3 separate regions of the Sus scrofa genome follow, and all the other regions are linked to region 1. Evidence: chromatin contacts called from public Hi-C and HiChIP or PLAC-seq data. All regions are on one chromosome and are shown on one strand. The core of a region is the stretch at or near the end of the contact, and the rest is flanking DNA. Distances in the headings are between cores, read along the strand shown. Region 1 holds the start of CUTA (protein CutA). Region 2 holds the start of BAK1 (bcl-2 homologous antagonist/killer). Region 3 holds the start of RPS18 (ribosomal protein S18).

The links. A called contact is a pair of places that touch in the nucleus more often than the background predicts. HiChIP or PLAC-seq counts read pairs in DNA pulled down with a chosen protein or histone mark.
Region 2: a contact with region 1 is called in an H3K27ac HiChIP or PLAC-seq map of alveolar macrophages. The contact joins the promoter of BAK1 here to the promoter of CUTA in region 1. A contact is called at or near these places in 1 of 5 promoter capture datasets (fetal liver), 7 of 47 Hi-C or Micro-C datasets (blood, embryonic fibroblasts, fetal heart ventricle and 2 more) and 2 of 2 datasets of contacts at active chromatin or transcription factors (alveolar macrophages and skeletal muscle).
Region 3: a Hi-C map of liver shows a contact between it and region 1, with 3 times the contacts expected there. The contact joins the promoter of RPS18 here to the promoter of CUTA in region 1. A contact is called at or near these places in 6 of 47 Hi-C or Micro-C datasets (embryonic fibroblasts, fetal liver, heart right ventricle and 2 more) and 2 of 2 datasets of contacts at active chromatin or transcription factors (alveolar macrophages and skeletal muscle).

The regions. Positions count from the first base shown.
Region 1 is chr7:29,719,147-29,724,079 of Sscrofa11.1, reverse strand. It overlaps CUTA (protein CutA), which reads left to right and starts at 2,367. Exons shown (of 6, transcript XM_003356609.3): 1 at 2,367-2,508; 2 at 2,898-3,106; 3 at 3,253-3,312; 4 at 3,421-3,466; 5 at 3,594-3,643; 6 at 3,771-3,986. The coding sequence starts at 2,925. The coding sequence ends at 3,897. It overlaps PHF1 (PHD finger protein 1), which reads right to left. Exons shown (of 15, transcript XM_001927881.6): 14 at 4,875-4,933; 15 at 4,084-4,723. The coding sequence ends at 4,435. It overlaps SYNGAP1 (ras/Rap GTPase-activating protein SynGAP), which reads right to left and starts at 335. Exons shown (of 21, transcript XM_003128342.5): 1 at 226-335. The coding sequence starts at 292.
Region 2 is chr7:29,812,306-29,817,238 of Sscrofa11.1, reverse strand. BAK1 (bcl-2 homologous antagonist/killer) reads left to right here and starts at 1,894. Exons shown (of 7, transcript XM_021098603.1): 1 at 1,894-2,297; 2 at 4,136-4,215. The coding sequence starts at 4,146. LOC100156231 (gametogenetin-binding protein 1-like) reads right to left here and starts at 1,189. Exons shown (of 7, transcript XM_005665887.3): 1 at 237-1,189. The coding sequence starts at 697. LOC102162214 (a long non-coding RNA gene) reads right to left here. Exons shown (of 4, transcript XR_002345648.1): 4 at 1,763-3,761.
Region 3 is chr7:29,636,554-29,641,486 of Sscrofa11.1, reverse strand. RPS18 (ribosomal protein S18) reads right to left here and starts at 2,631. Exons shown (of 6, transcript NM_213940.1): 1 at 2,607-2,631; 2 at 2,057-2,155. The coding sequence starts at 2,609. It overlaps VPS52 (vacuolar protein sorting-associated protein 52 homolog), which reads left to right and starts at 2,319. Exons shown (of 20, transcript XM_001925393.5): 1 at 2,319-3,131; 2 at 3,912-3,996; 3 at 4,150-4,202; 4 at 4,374-4,449. The coding sequence starts at 3,042.

The DNA of each region.
Region 1 (4,933 bases), core at 1,118-3,617:
CCCTCAGCCCCCTTCAAGGCCTGCTTCCTGGCCCCTCCGCCCCTACCTACCCCTACCCTCTGGCCTCCAATCCTTCCTTCCCCACTGCTCCCACCTCTGCCTTCCCGGTCCTCCTCTCTCCCTGCATTTCAGCTGTTCCCTTCCTTGGCTCCAGCTCTGTCCACCCCCCACCCTGCCCCTCCCCCTCCCCCCCCACTGGCCCTCCCCCTCCCCTCACCACCGTACCTCTGAAGGGGGCATAGGACATCGCGGGGATGCTCCCCCGATGGATGGAAGCGCGAGACCTGCTCATCAGGCCTGGGGGGGAGGGGGCGGGGGGGCCGGGGGAGAAAGAGAAGAGAGAAAGAGGGGGAGAGAGAGGGGGAGAAGGAGGAGGAGGAGGTGGAGGAGGAGGAGGAGAGAGGAGGAGAGAGGAGCGGAGAGGAGCGGAAAGGAGGAGAGAGGAGGAGGAGGAGGAGAATGGGAGCCAACGGCAGCAGCGGCAGCCGGGAGAGAGAGAGAGAGAGAGAGAGAGAGAGAGAAAGAGGGGGGCGGGGGAGTGAGCGAGAGGAGAGAGCAGGAGGAGGAGAGAGAGACTCTGCAGCCCCCACCCCTACTCAGTAAGAACCCGAGAGGAAGAGCCCCTGACTCAAAAACACACCCAAGAGAGACAGCAGTTCCAAAGATGCAGACCCCAGACCCTGAGATTGGGAGACCCCAGACCCACAGAGAAAGATACCTTGCCACTGAAGGGGAGGGGGCGGGGATAACCTAAGACACAAACCCAAAGTCTAGAGGAAAAGAGACCCCAAGCTCAGGAAAAAAAAAAAAAAATACCCCAGACTACCCCCGAGAGATGGGTCAAAGGTCAAGAATCTGAGCATCCAGTTTTCAAACGGCTCTCCAGAGCCGCAGAAATCTTAAGACTCCAGACTCAGATTTCAGTGATTTCAGGGACCAAGACTTAAGACCTGGACTCAAAGAAAAAGGTGAAACCCAGATTGGGAATCCGGTCTTGAAGAGCTCAGACCCACAGAGAACTTATCAGCGACCCCAGCCCTAGATCTCAAGAAAAAGAAACTGCAGACTCAGAGACTGATAGCTTAGAGACACAGAAATTCCAGACCTGAGGACCAGGGGAAGTGGGGAGGTGGAAGAAGAGACTCCCATCTAGCCCAGAGATAGAGAACTCAGAGACCACAAACTCATAAAGAATTTCAAAGACCTCAGAGAGAGGGTGAACATGGACCCAGAAAAACCCCAAACAAAAAACAAGGGAACTCAGTCCTAAGAAAGATCCCAATGCAAATACTGCAAGACCCCACAGAGATCTATCTCAGCAGCAGACTCCAAAGCCCAAGACAGAGGTCTCAGGGAGATCCCAACCCCTAAGAACTACGTGTGCAAAAACTCTGCCTGGGGAATGCCCAGTCACACCCGCCCAGCGGAGCAGAGACCCCAGACCTAGGAGGGAGGGGGAAATGCTGGGTAGGGGAAGTAGAAAGAGCCTCTTTCTCCTTGCCGCCTCCCTCTTCTTTCGCCTCTCCTTGGCCCCTCTCTCAATTTTTGGGTCACAGGATACGCTTGGGCCCCAGGGAGGTTATGTAGGGCAGGTCCTGGCTCCTAGGGGGATGGGTTAAGGGAAGGAGACCCAAGACTGAGAAGTAGACAAGTCCGGGAGAGCGAAACAGGAAGGGGATAAGGGACGAAAAGACCAACACTATTTTCTGGTGTTCTCTCCAGATGCCCAACCTGCAGCCCTCCTCTCCCGATTTGCCAGTCTGTCTTCAGCTTCAGGTTTCAGTTCAGAAAGCTGAGGCGCCCTGGGTCCCTTTTTAATCACCCTCTATCCATTTTCAGGGACTCCCTATGTCTTTTCGAAGTGCATTCTTCCTGACCTAGCCATGGACTAGCTGCCTAATCACGCCCCCTACCCTAGAACAGAGTGCTTCTGAGCTCCTACTTGGGCCCCCTCAATTCTGGCATGTCAGTCCTGACCACAACAGCAGGGGGCGCTCCCTCTAGCCCCGAGGTCCAGCCTCCCACGGCCCTTGGGCTCCTTAAGGCCTCCGTGCAGGGGCTGTTACTAGGAGCATTCTAGGGCTTAAGGATGACTCCCCGCGCCACAACCTGACGCATCGACTCTGCGGGATCTCTAGCCCTCCTTTCCTAGAGCCAGTTCTCTCGTCACGTGCTCACGAGGGTGCTCCGCGATTGGCCTCTTCGCATAGCTTCTCGAGGTACCGCCGCCTGAGGGGACCGGCCCCCTCACGTGACAGTGGAAAGCTGCCGCGGCTCGCCTCCGCCTGCCATTGGCCGTTTCCGGCTTACACGGAAACGGGAGGGCCATTTCCGTGCACGGCTGCAGATCCGGCTGTTGATTGGCTGGATCCCCCTTAGCTCCGCCCATAGCTGGAGGCGGGGCAAGCCGGCCCACGTGAGGGCAAGGATTGGCTGGCTCTGGATGTTAGGGTGGCTCGGCTTGTCACGTGGTGTGCGCTGTTTTCTTATCACGTGGCTGTCGCCCAGGTAAGAAGAGGCCTCTCTTCCTGGGTTTGGGGTACTTTCTCCGCGTACCATGTGGTCTTTGATATTCTGCCCTCCTTTACCAGCATAGGCTGCATGAGGGGGGTGCGGGCTCCCGCAATCCTGCTCGGCGGAGGGGTGAGTTACCAGCCCCGCCCCTTCCGGTCCTCGGAACCTGGACCACTACCCGCTCTCAAAATCCTAGAGGTTGGCCCCGGAGGAGAGAGTGGACACCGAGTCTTTGCCTTAATTTTCACCCTTCTCTCCCAGCTTCAAGGACTTTTTTCTTTGGGGTACAGAAGGGGGAGGGCAGAGCCTGAGTGTCTATGCAAGCGGTAGACAGTTTCCTGGGGTGTTTATCGGGAGACACCGAATTCACCTCCTGCTCTCAGGCCACTCTGCTCCTGTCGCTTCTTTGGATGCCAGCACTGCTGCCCATAGTCTCCCGCCTTCTGTTGCTACCCCGAGCCCTGCTGTCCATGGCTTCAGGAAGCCCCCCGACCCAGCCCACGCCGGCCTCGGGCTCCGCCTATGTTCCCGGCTCGGTCTCTGCAGCCTTTGTCACCTGCCCCAACGAGAAGGTCGCCAAGGAGATCGCCAGGTGGGGATCTCAGTGTGGAGCGAGAAAGGATGCTCATGAAGGAAGAGTTGGGGGTGGAGAGAAGCAGCCCTCCCGCTGCTTCCTGCAAGCCAGTGCAAAAACCTGGGTTGTGGGGGCTCTAAATGGGGGTGTCTCCTCACGTTCAGGGCTGTGGTGGAGAAGCGCCTGGCAGCCTGTGTCAACCTCATCCCTCAGATTACATCCATGTGAGTCATGGGATTGGGGGGGTTGACCTAACTCTAGGGGCGGATTGGCAGTCTTTTTCTTTGGGGAAGATCTATGCTCCCACAACACTTTCTCCGTGACCTTTTCAGCTATGAGTGGAAAGGCAAGATTGAGGAGGACAGTGAAGTGCTGATGGTGAGAAATATTCCCCACCCAAGCAAAACTTAATTCCCTGACCACTTGCTTTGACCTTTACCTCTCCTCTGAGATCCTGAAATTAACATAATTTCTTGATTCAACCATGTTCCTCTTCACCCCTTAGATGATTAAAACCCAGAGTTCCTTGGTTCCAGCTTTGACAGATTTCGTTCGGTGAGAACTTTGATATGGGTAGAGGTGAGGGTGTGTACTGTGGGGTGAGCCTTGCTGGGCAGTCTGAGAGGGTGAGCGCCTTTGGGTAAATCTTTTGAGTGATCGCTGCCCCCCATCTTTTCTGCAGCTCTGTACACCCTTACGAAGTGGCCGAGGTGATTGCACTGCCAGTGGAGCAGGGGAACTCCCCATACCTGCACTGGGTGCGCCAGGTTACAGAATCAGTGCCTGACTCTGGCACAGTCCTACCATGACGAGCCTTTGCTCTTGCCAGGTTCCCCTTCAGTGTCCTCTGACTTTCAGGCCATGACTGGAGCCTTAATAAACCCTTAGTTCTCTCTGCCATTTGTCTCTTTCCTTGTCAAAAAGTGGATTTGTTGTTAAGGTTGGAAGTGCTTCTAGTTCCTTTGCACTCTTCTTTCAGAATGACTCTGGGCTGCTGAGTTTGTTCATGTATCTTTATTTCAATCATACAGAGCCCAGGATCCTTTATCCTCCTCCCCTCCTCAGTCTCCGTCCCAGGGGTTAAATAATTTTAAAAAATATTTAAAAAGCTGTAACAAAATAACATCAAAGGAAATGGGAAGAGGAATGGGGAGAGGGTCAGGAATCACAAAGGGGGTGGAGAAGAGAGGGCCTCTTCCCCGACCTCCCCGCCTGGATTCCAGCCTGGGCAGCAGAGAGAAGTACCCGCTACCGCCCCAGGTACATCCCAGCTGTAGGTGAGGTCAGAGGTCAGGGTATGAAAGTGCCGGCGTGTGTGAATGGGGAAGCAGGCAGAGGCAAGCTGTTCAGAAGATGCCCCCACCTCCCCACTCAACCAGGTACTGCACAGAGCCATCGGGCCGCACTCTCCGAGCCAGGACCCGGACGGGGTCCCCTCGGGACAGGTAGCCAGCCCCGCCTCGGACTCCTCCCCCAGTCCCAGGAGACAAACTGCGGCCCAGGGGAGAAGGAGGTGCTGAGCGTCTAGGAAGACTTGGGGAGGGGGTTGGGACTGAGGAGGATGAGGCAGTCATCGAGTTGGGGGTGCTTTTGGGGATGTCTGTGGGGAAACCAATGTGAAGTTCCAGGGGTGACCTGGGGAGAGAAAGCAGCTGTCAGTCCAGACAATCTGACCAGAAGCGGAGGCTGTGTGTGGAGCAGTGGAACAAGACCATAGTTAAGACTGAGGAACTTCAGGACACAGAGGTGAAGACAGGTTATCACAGGTTAAGGGGCGGAATCTCACCTGTCTGGGGGTTCACCGTCCCCAGAGGTCCCTGCGGTGCTGGCAGAGGGGTGGAAGGA
Region 2 (4,933 bases), core at 645-3,144, 94 kb before region 1:
TGGGGAGCACTGGGACCCTGCTCACCCTACACACACCCTTCCCAGGGCCCGGCCTGTCCTCCTGTCCTTTGGGGACCTCCATCCCCAAGCCCTCACTGGTGGAGGACCCAGTCTGCTTCCCCACCCCCACCTCTCCAGTCCTTCTCCCATTCGGACCCTCCCAGCTCAGGCCCACACCCTCCCTTCTGCCTTCCAGGAGGCTCCCAGGTCCCTGCTGCCCAGAGCCCACCTCTCACCTGTCTGAGGTCCCCGTGTCCCCCAAGGCCGCGCCTGCCACCTCCTCCTCTTCCCTTTCGTCCATCTCAGACAGGCTGCCCAGCGCCTCCTGGCCTCCTCTGCGTGGATCTGACCTTACTTCTACACCCCGGGCCACCACCCTCAGGACCTGCACAGGGGTGGGGGTCTGGGCCCCCGCATCCCCTAGCTCCAGCCCCGAGGGACTAGTTCGTGGCAGGGCCACAGCGAGGGTACAGGGCAGCGAGGCAGGTGGCCAGGATTCCTTCTGCCCCGCTGCTCCGTGACAGCCAGTCATCAGGGGGGTGGCGTCCTGCTCTTGCAAGGGGCACGGCTGACCCCCCACCAGGGCCTGGTCTGAGCTCTCTGGGCTGCCCTTGCCCCCCACCAGGCTACGGAAAAGGCGGAACATGGACGAGCGGCCCAGATTATGGGCCCGAGGGGTTGGGGCTGGGGCCTCCATCCTGAAGGGGACCTGACTCAAGAGGGAAGGGCCGCAGCAGCTACTGGGACCAACTGCTTAAGAACAGAGGGGGTTGGAAACTTCCCAGAGTTCTAGAAGGCGAAGGCGGGTTGGGGGTGGGGGCAGAGTGTGCCCGGGGGTGGGGGTGGGGGTGTCAATGCAGCACCCCGAGGGTGGGGGTTGGCGAGGCTCCAGGAGACGCAGAGGTGGGGACCCCAACTCTGAGAATGGGGCACACAGCTCTCCCCACAGCCTGTCCTCCTCTGGCTGTGGCTGCTGGTCCAGGAGGGTGGGAGTGTGTGTCCTCCCACCCCTCCCTTCACAACCAGTCTCATCGGCCCTCTGCATGTCCACGTCTACCTGCCTATCACCTGCAGGGTTTCTACCTCTGCAGCCATCGAGGAGCTTGGTACACAGGCCTCAACTGTACGTGGAACTTCAATCTTTTTTTTTTTTTTTTTTTTTTTTTTAGGGCCGTACCTGTGGCACATGGAGGTTCCCAGGCTAGGGGTTGAATCGGAGCTGCAGCTGCTGGCCTATGCCACAGCCCCAGCAATGCAGGATCCTTAGCCCACTGAGCAAGGCCAGGGATCAAACCCACATACTCATGGATACTAGTCGGGTTCTTAACCTGCTGAGCCACAATGGGAACTCCGTGGAATCTCAATTTCATCTTATTATGCCCATGGCACTTACATGTCTGATTATAAACCCCGCTCAGTGACCTTGGCGGAGGTTCCTTAAAGCAGCCGAGTCCCAGTTCGTTCATCTGTAAAATGGATGTGGTCACCGCACCTACTTCCAAGGGTGGTTGAGACTGTTCAGTGAGGATGGTTTAAAGTGCCCAGCACTGGAGTTCCCGTCGTGGCGCAGTGGTTAACGAATCCGACTAGGAACCATGAGGTTGTGGGTTTGATCCCTGCCCTTGCTCAGTAGGTTAAGGATCCGGCATTGCCGTGACCTGTGGTGTAGGTTGCAGACGCGGCTTGGATCCCGTGTTGCTGTGGCTCTGTCCTAGGCCAGTGGCTACAGCTCCGATTGGACCCCTAGCCTGGGAACCTCCATATGCCGTGGGAGCGGCCCAAGAAATAGCAAAAAGACGAAAAAAAAATAAAAAAAAATAAAAAAATAAAGTGCCCAGCACACAGCAGGGCTTCACAAACCTCACCAGCCTGGCTTTCTTGCTGATACCGACGGACAGAAGTGGGGCAAGATCAAGGAGGAGGACAGGGAACCCGGGTGGGAAAAGCCGTGGGTGGGGACACTCGGCAGGGGTGGGAGCCGCGCTCTCCGCCCTGAGCCCAGCCCCAGCCCCGTGCTGCAGGCTTCAGCGGCTGCATCCGGCGGCCGCAGAGCAACTTCCTCTAGAGGGAGCTGATTGGAGCGGGAGCCGCCGGCACCTCTATGATCGCCAAAGCCTCGCGGGTCCCGAAGGCCGCGCTGGGACCAGCCCAGGCTGCATCCTGACACCAGGAACTCACTGGCGCCCGTCTCTGGAGGCCGAGCCTGGGTACCTTACCCTGGGAGTGGCCACTGGCCACTGGGATCACCGGCCTCCGCCCTGCTGAGCCAACCCAGGCCTGGGCCAGGGTCTGGGCAGGTAAGCCGGGAGGGTCCCGCCTGTGCTCCCCACGCCTGGGAGCTCCGGGCCGGGGGTAGGTGAGGGAGGCAGGGGGCTGGGGGGGGAAGGCCTCAGGCTCCCCCCAACCCCCGGGACTCCACCGAGCCCTGTTCGGGGCCTGATCCACCCGGGGCTCCCTCTGGCCACCCCTCAGGCAGCTTCCCCTCTCACCCTGGCCCTAGGGGCCCGAGAATCGGGTGTCAAAGAACCAGGCTCTTTAGCAGTCTGGGGGATGGGGGGGGAGGTCAGAGCCAAGGTCAAGGGCACGGGGAGAACTTACAGCCTCCCTGCTGCCCCAGGAGACCTAAGAGCGGTCTAGAGTCAGGCACCTCCCCTGGGGAAGCATCCTGGCCACCCTCCTCCCCTGGGCAGACCCCACAAGTGGGGAACTCAGAGTACCAGGAAGTCAGGTGCTTGGAGGGGGCAGGGGTAGACCCAGATCAGCAAGGCCTGGGGCCTTGGGGCTGCTCTGAGGCGCCAACTTCTCCCCAGCTCTGAGCCCGAGGGTGGCAGGGGTGCTGTCAGCATCCTCCAGCCCTGCAGTCCTGGGGGCACCAAGGGAGCCAGAAGGGCACCTTGTTCAGGAGGAGGCTGCTGGGATGGGTGCATGCCAGGCCAAGGTCGGTCTTCCCCAGGTGGCACTGGGTGGAGGAGGGGAGGCACAGGTGGTCCGGACCGTCCCCACCCTTCTTTCTGCTGCTTTCGAAAGTAGCCCCAGGCCTGAGAGGGAGGGGTGGGCGGGGAGGGTGCACTGACTGGTCCTCCCAGGGAGCTGGCCCAGGGTAGGGAGGGGCCTCCCTGGGGCGGGAGGAGGGACCTCTGCCTGGGTGATGGAGGCAGCTTTGGGGTGGAGGGAAGTGAAGGGGTGCAAACTGAAAGTGAAACAGCTCATGTCCAGGAAATACTCCCTCTGCAGAGGGTTTACAGAGCAGCCCAGGCAGCAGCCAGAACTGGGTGAAAAAGGAGAGTAGGGGCTGGAGACCCAAGGGCAAGGGGTGCATGTAGTTTTCTCAACTCCCCGTGAGAAGGGAGTGGGAAGAGCACAGGCAAACGGGGAAGCTGCCTTGGAAAGGACACTCTCTGAGGTCCATAAACTGGGAAATAAATCCGAGGAGTTCCCGTCATGGTTTAGCGGTTAATGAACCCGACTACTATCCGTCAGGACACGGGTTCGATCCCTGGCCTTGCTCAGGGGGTTCCGAAACGAGTGTTGAGTGGAGGATGGGCTCCTGGAAGCTCAGACAACCAACCGGACTCCTGGACTAGCACGTGGCCTTGGCACTGACTTCTCTGTGCCTCATTCTTCCCACCTGGAAAGTGGGTATGACCGTGCTTACCCTGTGGCTAGGTCAATTTGCTCTGTGTCCGGCACCCTGGGGAGGACTCCTCTGTACGTGCTGGAAGTTTACCACAGGCACTCAGGAGGGTTTGCGGCTCACAGGCCTGACATGGAAAACAGGTGTGTTCTGACTGGCCAAGGGGAAGTGGGACCTGCAGGGCTGGCCTTCATGGGTCACTGGCTGGAAGGTGGCAAGTCTGCCGTAGGCGTGTGCTGGGGAGGGAGCAGCAGAAGGAACCTCAGCCTCTGAAATTCACCTCACGGGCCCAGGAGTGGGGTGAAACACGACCAGAGACCCACCCCTCCCGGGGCTGACCCCGGGGTGGGAATCTTGGCCGCTGGCCTTTCCCAACCCCGCCTCCCTTGAAGAACTGCCAGGAAAATACTCAGCAAGTGCTTAGGGCAGGGGGGCCTTCCGGAAGTGGGCCCTCCCTCTGGGCAGCTCTGACCCCATCTCTGCTCTCTCACCCCTCCCCAGGACCTGAGAGATGGCGTCCGGCCAAGGCCCAGGCCCCCCCAGGCAGGGCTGTGGAGAGCCCGACCCCTCGTCCACATCAGGTAAGGATCTTGCTGCCTCTCACCCATCCCATAACCGCCAGGGCCATGTGTGAGGATGGAGAGGCCAGGCAGGACTTAAAGCAGGCTCGCCTGCCCCTGAATACTCACCTGGGATACGCTGCAAAGCATCTCCCACCCAGCGCAGTTGCCCGTGGGCTCAGAAGCCAAGTGCACACCAGGTTAAGCCCAGGGGCGGGGTGGGGTGGGGGCAATGGCAGCTGGAAAGGGCCAGGGAGTGAGCAGGAGGGCCCAGTGCCACCAGGGCAGTGGGTAGAGGGGGCAGTGGGAGAAATTAAGCTGAACTCCTCACCAAGTCAGCCCTCACAGGGATAGGGACTGTCCCACTCCGGGAGGAGATCAGGTGGCCGCCCCTCCTCCCTCTGCCCAAGGGCCACCCACCACAGGCCATCCTCTGGACTCTGGGCTCAGTCCCAGCCCTGCCACTGCTGCCCAATGAGACATTTCTGGGCTAGAGTCTCACATTTGTTCTCCATGTTCCCTAAGCCGTGAGTGAGGGACCCTGTTGGCTGGGGTAACATCCTGGCTGCACTGCTGGCTCCAGCTGTGTGACCTCGTCCAGTTACCTAAACACTTGGGGTTCCCTATCTGTAAACTGGGGATCGCCCACCGCACAAGGCTGTGAGGAGTAAAAGGCCAGCGTGAGCTCTAGAGGTTAACTAGAGACCACTCGGGGACACTTCTGTCCACAGGCAGAGTG
Region 3 (4,933 bases), core at 1,382-3,881, 83 kb after region 1:
TTGTTTGGAAATAGGATCTTTGCAAATATAGTTAAAATGAGGTCAAACTGGATTAAAACCACTGTCTGTCTGGTATTCTTACAAGAGCAGACACAGAGCAAGAAGGCCATGTGATAACACCAGAGTGATGCAGCTCTAAGACAAGGTTCCAAGGATTGTTGTCAGCCACCAGAAGACAGAAGGTAAGACAGGAAAGGACTCTTAGAGCCTCCAGAGGGAGCATGGCCCCTGCTTACACCTCGATTTAAATGTTTGGCAACCAGAACGGAGATTTAAGCCAACAAGTCTGCCCTCACTCAGTGGGTTAAGGATCCTGAATTGCTGTGACTGTGGTATAGGCTGGCAGCTGCAGCTACAATTAGATCCCAAGCCTGGGAACTTCCATATGGCTTGGGTGCAGCCTTAAAAAGCACCCCCCCCACCTTACGGGTTTTTTTTGGGGGGGTGGTGGGGGTGGCGGCAGCTGGGGGTTGCTTTTTTCTGTGTCAGTCAACACTTCACCCTTCCCTGGCCAATCAATCTCCTCCTTTAACTACATGTTTTAGATTTTCAGTTTCCAAGTATTTCCCCCCTTCTTTAGATCCTTAAAATACCTCCAAGCTTCAGTTTTCACCAGAGGAAGAGAGCAAAAGCTGGCTCTCCGTACAATTAGCAAAACCCCAATACCTCCCAGTGATAAGCAGAGCCTCAGGATCCTTAAGAGATTATCAAAAAACTCATTAAGCACCAGAAACTTTGGTTCAACTGTTTTCAGCAACTACAAAGGTTAGGCTGCATAATTAAAGTAAATACCAGTTAAGGAGGCAGAAAGGGTTTAACAGAAGCAGCCTATTAATGAATGATGCTAATCTTTTATTTTCACTTACTTAAGCCTCCTAACAACCCCTAAAAAGGGAACAGACAACCAACGTGTGGAGATACTCAGGGCTCAGTTCTACACCACTCGGAAAAGTGAATGTTGCAATAAAGGGAGCTACACAAAATCTGTTTGTTTTCCCAGTGCATGTAAGTTATGTAGGTTATTAAGTGAGCAATAGTCTTAACGTTAAAAAAACATACATACATGCCTTAATGAAAAGATACTTTATTAAAAAGTGCTAACCATCATCTGAGCCTTTGTGCAATAGTAACAAAAGTCAATGACAATGGATCGCTGTAACAAATATAACAATGAAAATGTCTGAAATATTGTGAGAATCACCAAAATGTGACAGAAGACACCAAGTGAACAAATGCTGTTGGAAAAATGATTTGCTCAAGACAGGGTTGCCACAAAAAAGAGGTTATCTGTAAAGTGCAATAAAATAAGCCTCTACTGTGCACCGCCTTACTAGTTTCACAATAGAAGGAAGCAGTCTCCTCATGCACCACTTAAGACCGAAAGTTGTGCACCCTGAATTACAGAATGAAAAGAATTCAAAGTAAACATGATGGCTCTTATAAAGCAAAGCTTGTGATTCACCATTTTAAATTAACAACCTATCTATAAAATACTTACTGTGGTGTCCTTTGGGGATTGTGAGCAAGAAAGGCTTAGCCCTGGCACCACATAACATAAACATACTGGTAAGGTCATTTTTTTATGTTAGTTAAGCCTGTGCTCACTGACCTTGTTATGAAATAGTGACCCCCCCCCCATTTCCTGGTTTCTTCATGCTTGGAATCTCTTGGCCTTTCTACTCTCCCTTCAGAGTGTACCATTATCCCATTTCCAGGACATACACATTTCACAAGAATTGCTCTTATGATGCACTAGGAGGAGCAAAAACCTATATAGCAGGGACCTTATAAGTTGACTGCTGATGGTCCAGGCCGGTTTAGTGAACAAATGCTGGCAGACAACCAAAGCCTTTCCCCAACCCCTAGGTGAAAACAACTTTGCTTCACCTAAGACGGTTCTTTGGCTTTTACCACTTACCTTTTGCGGCAAATGTGGCAAGGGCTTAGATGGACCCTGACCATTGTTTTTACCCAGCAGCCCAGGTGACACGGTTGAGACTTTCGCTTACACCTCAGGTGTTTACCCAAGTTTCCTTCACACCCCCAGCTCCTTTACCTTAATCGCAGTGATAGCAAAGGCAATTTTCCGCCGCCCATCGATGTTGGTGTTGAGTACTCGCAAAATGTGCTGGAACTTCTCAGGGATTACTAGAGACTGATAGAGATGGGGGGAGATGTCAGACTTCGCTAATTCCCGCCAAACCGTTAACCCCAAACACGAGCGTGAAGCTTGTCACGCAAGGTGCAAAGAGCCCCCGTCAGGTCTTCACGACACAACACGACTCCCTGGTCCTGCCGACAGCACAACAGGAAGCGTCCAGGATCGGAGAACGCCATCTCCGGAGGAGAACGCCTCCTGCCCGCTCCCAAGCGGCGGGACGGAGGGCCCACGCGCTCCCAAGCCTTCCCAGAGCCCGGGGAGCGCTCATCCTCGGGCCCCGCTGCCTAGAACTGGGTGCTTTGTCGTCCTTCTCCAGGAATGAGGCCCAAGGCTCCACACAAAACGCTGCGAGCCCCCAGGCCAGGACATTTTCGGCGCTCTGACAGCAAGCCTTCCCTGTCCCGGCTCCGATGTCGCCAGATACCCGAACGAACCCAACTCTTACCATGGCTGCAGCGCGGGCGGCGGCGTGTAGGCCTCCAGTGGAAGAGAGAGCGGAAGTGACGTGACATTCTTATATAGCTTCCAGGCGGAAGAGGCGGAGCGACCTTGGCGAAGCGCTTCCGGAAACTCCTTGTACCTGAGCCGGCTAGGCCTCTGAGTCAGAACTGCGCGCCACAACTTCCGGTGCCGTCTCTCTTTACAGATCGTAAAGTTTTTGCGCGTGAGAGCCACGAGAGTTCCGGGTTGAGATTCTCTTTTTAAGACTTTCAGTTTCCATTTGGACTTGGGCGAAGAGCTTAGAGAAAAGGGGAGAGCTAGAGGCAGTCTGTTTAACTCAAATATCTGGGAACGGTTTCGTGCATCACGCCCCAGAACTTGCAGTTCCACTCAGGGGAACGGACCTGCCCGACAGCTGCCGGAAGTGGGGCTGCGCGGAATGGCTGCCGCTGCTACCATGGCGGCAGCCGCCCGGGAGCTGGTGTTGCGGTCCGGGGCCTCAGATATGGAGGAGGAGGAGGGCCCACTGGTGAGGACGCAGGGCTGTTTCTCCTCCAGAGTCTCGTCCGGTCTTCTCACGTCAGAAAGGTCTGGGCTGGGTTTCGCGCAAGGTTGGGAGCTCGGCTGCTACCGGTGATGCTGCCTGGTCTGGCTCTCCATACCCCTCCCCGGATCGGACCTGGACCAAAGTGGGGACTAGAATGGCTGATACTTAGGTTCTGGGGCCACAGTTTCAGTTAAACTCCAGATATTTGCGCAGGATAGAGAAGCGGTGTAGAGTAAATGCTAGGAACATGGCCAGACTGCCTCGGTTCTAATTCCAGCTCAGCCACTTATGCTGTGTGTGTTTGGGCAAGTTAACTAGCCTCTCTGTGTCATCACTCTTAACACTTATAAAGTGAAAAAATAAGACTTACTGTAGAGGTTGTCGGTTAGGATTAGGTGAATGTAGGATGACACCTGGCACGATGGTGAACACTGTGTTAACTGACATTTCTAGAAAGGCTGGAGCTCCCCACGGGGATTGTAACAGAACATCTAAGATAGAAGGAGTCTGGAGACCCTAAGTTCAACTGCAAGTTCTGCTCTGTCCCTGCATCTCCTAATTTTCCTCATTTGGTCACCTCTGTGGGTTTGCTGGCTCCTTGTCATATTCCCTACCCATCAGCCCCAATGAGTAGATTGGGACAATATGAGATTTTGGAATTTTTTGGACTCAGCATTTCTCTCTGGTTTCCCAGTGAAAGTCCTCTCTCCCCATTATATTTTGTTCTCCCCCTCCCTTTCCCATTAACCTGCCCCTCTCCAGGGGGGTGGTCCAGGTCTCCAGGAGCCACTGCAACTTGGAGAGTTGGACCTCACCTCTGATGAATTCATCCTGGATGAAGTTGATGGTAAGTGATGGCACGAGGTGGCCGCAGTGCCTGTCATCTTAAGAGGCATGGGGGCTGGAGGTAATAAGGCAGGAATTGGTGTGCAGATGTTCGGATGTGGGTAGCGGGCGCTGTGGAGCCCTTTGGACCCTTATGATAAACTTCTCTTTCCAGTTCACATTCAGGCAAATCTGGAGGATGAGTTAGTAAAGGAAGCTCTTAAAACGGTGAGGTTTTCTGCTCTCCTAATCTGCCCCTCCACTCACCCTCCCCTCAAAGAAGAAAACAGTCTCTTCGTGTAATATCTTAATGTCTTCTCCCCAAATCCTTTGTTGACTTTGTTGCAGTGTCCCTTCTCTGACTGCCCCCCCCAACCCATCGTGTTTATGCTCTTCCAGGGTGTGGATCTCCGTCACTATTCAAAGCAGGTTGAACTGGAGCTACAGCAGATTGAGCAGAAATCCATTCGTGATTGTATCCTCTGGCAGAGGGAAGGGTGGTGTTACTAAAACGGGCGTTTGGGAGTTCCCATTGTGGCTCAGTGGGTTAAGGACCTAACATAGTGTCCTTGAAGATTCGGGTTCACTCCCTGGCCTCGTTTAGTGGGTTAAGGATCCAGTGTTGGAGTTCCCGTTGTGGCGCAGTGGTTAACGAATCTGACTAGGAACCATGAGGTTGCGGGTTTGGTCCCTGCCCTTGCTCAGTGGGTTAACGATCCAGCGTTGCCATGGGCTGTGGTGTAGGTTGCAGATGCGGCTTGGATCCCGCATTGCTGTGGCTCTGGCGTAGGCCAGCGGCTACAGCTCCGATTAGACCCCTAACCTGGGAACCTCCATATGCTGCGGAAGCGGCCCAAAGAAGTAGCAAAAAGACCAAAAAAAAAAAAAAAAAAAAAAAGGATCCAGTGTTGCTGTGAGCTGTGGCCTAGGTCGAAAATGCAATTTGGATCTGGTGTTTC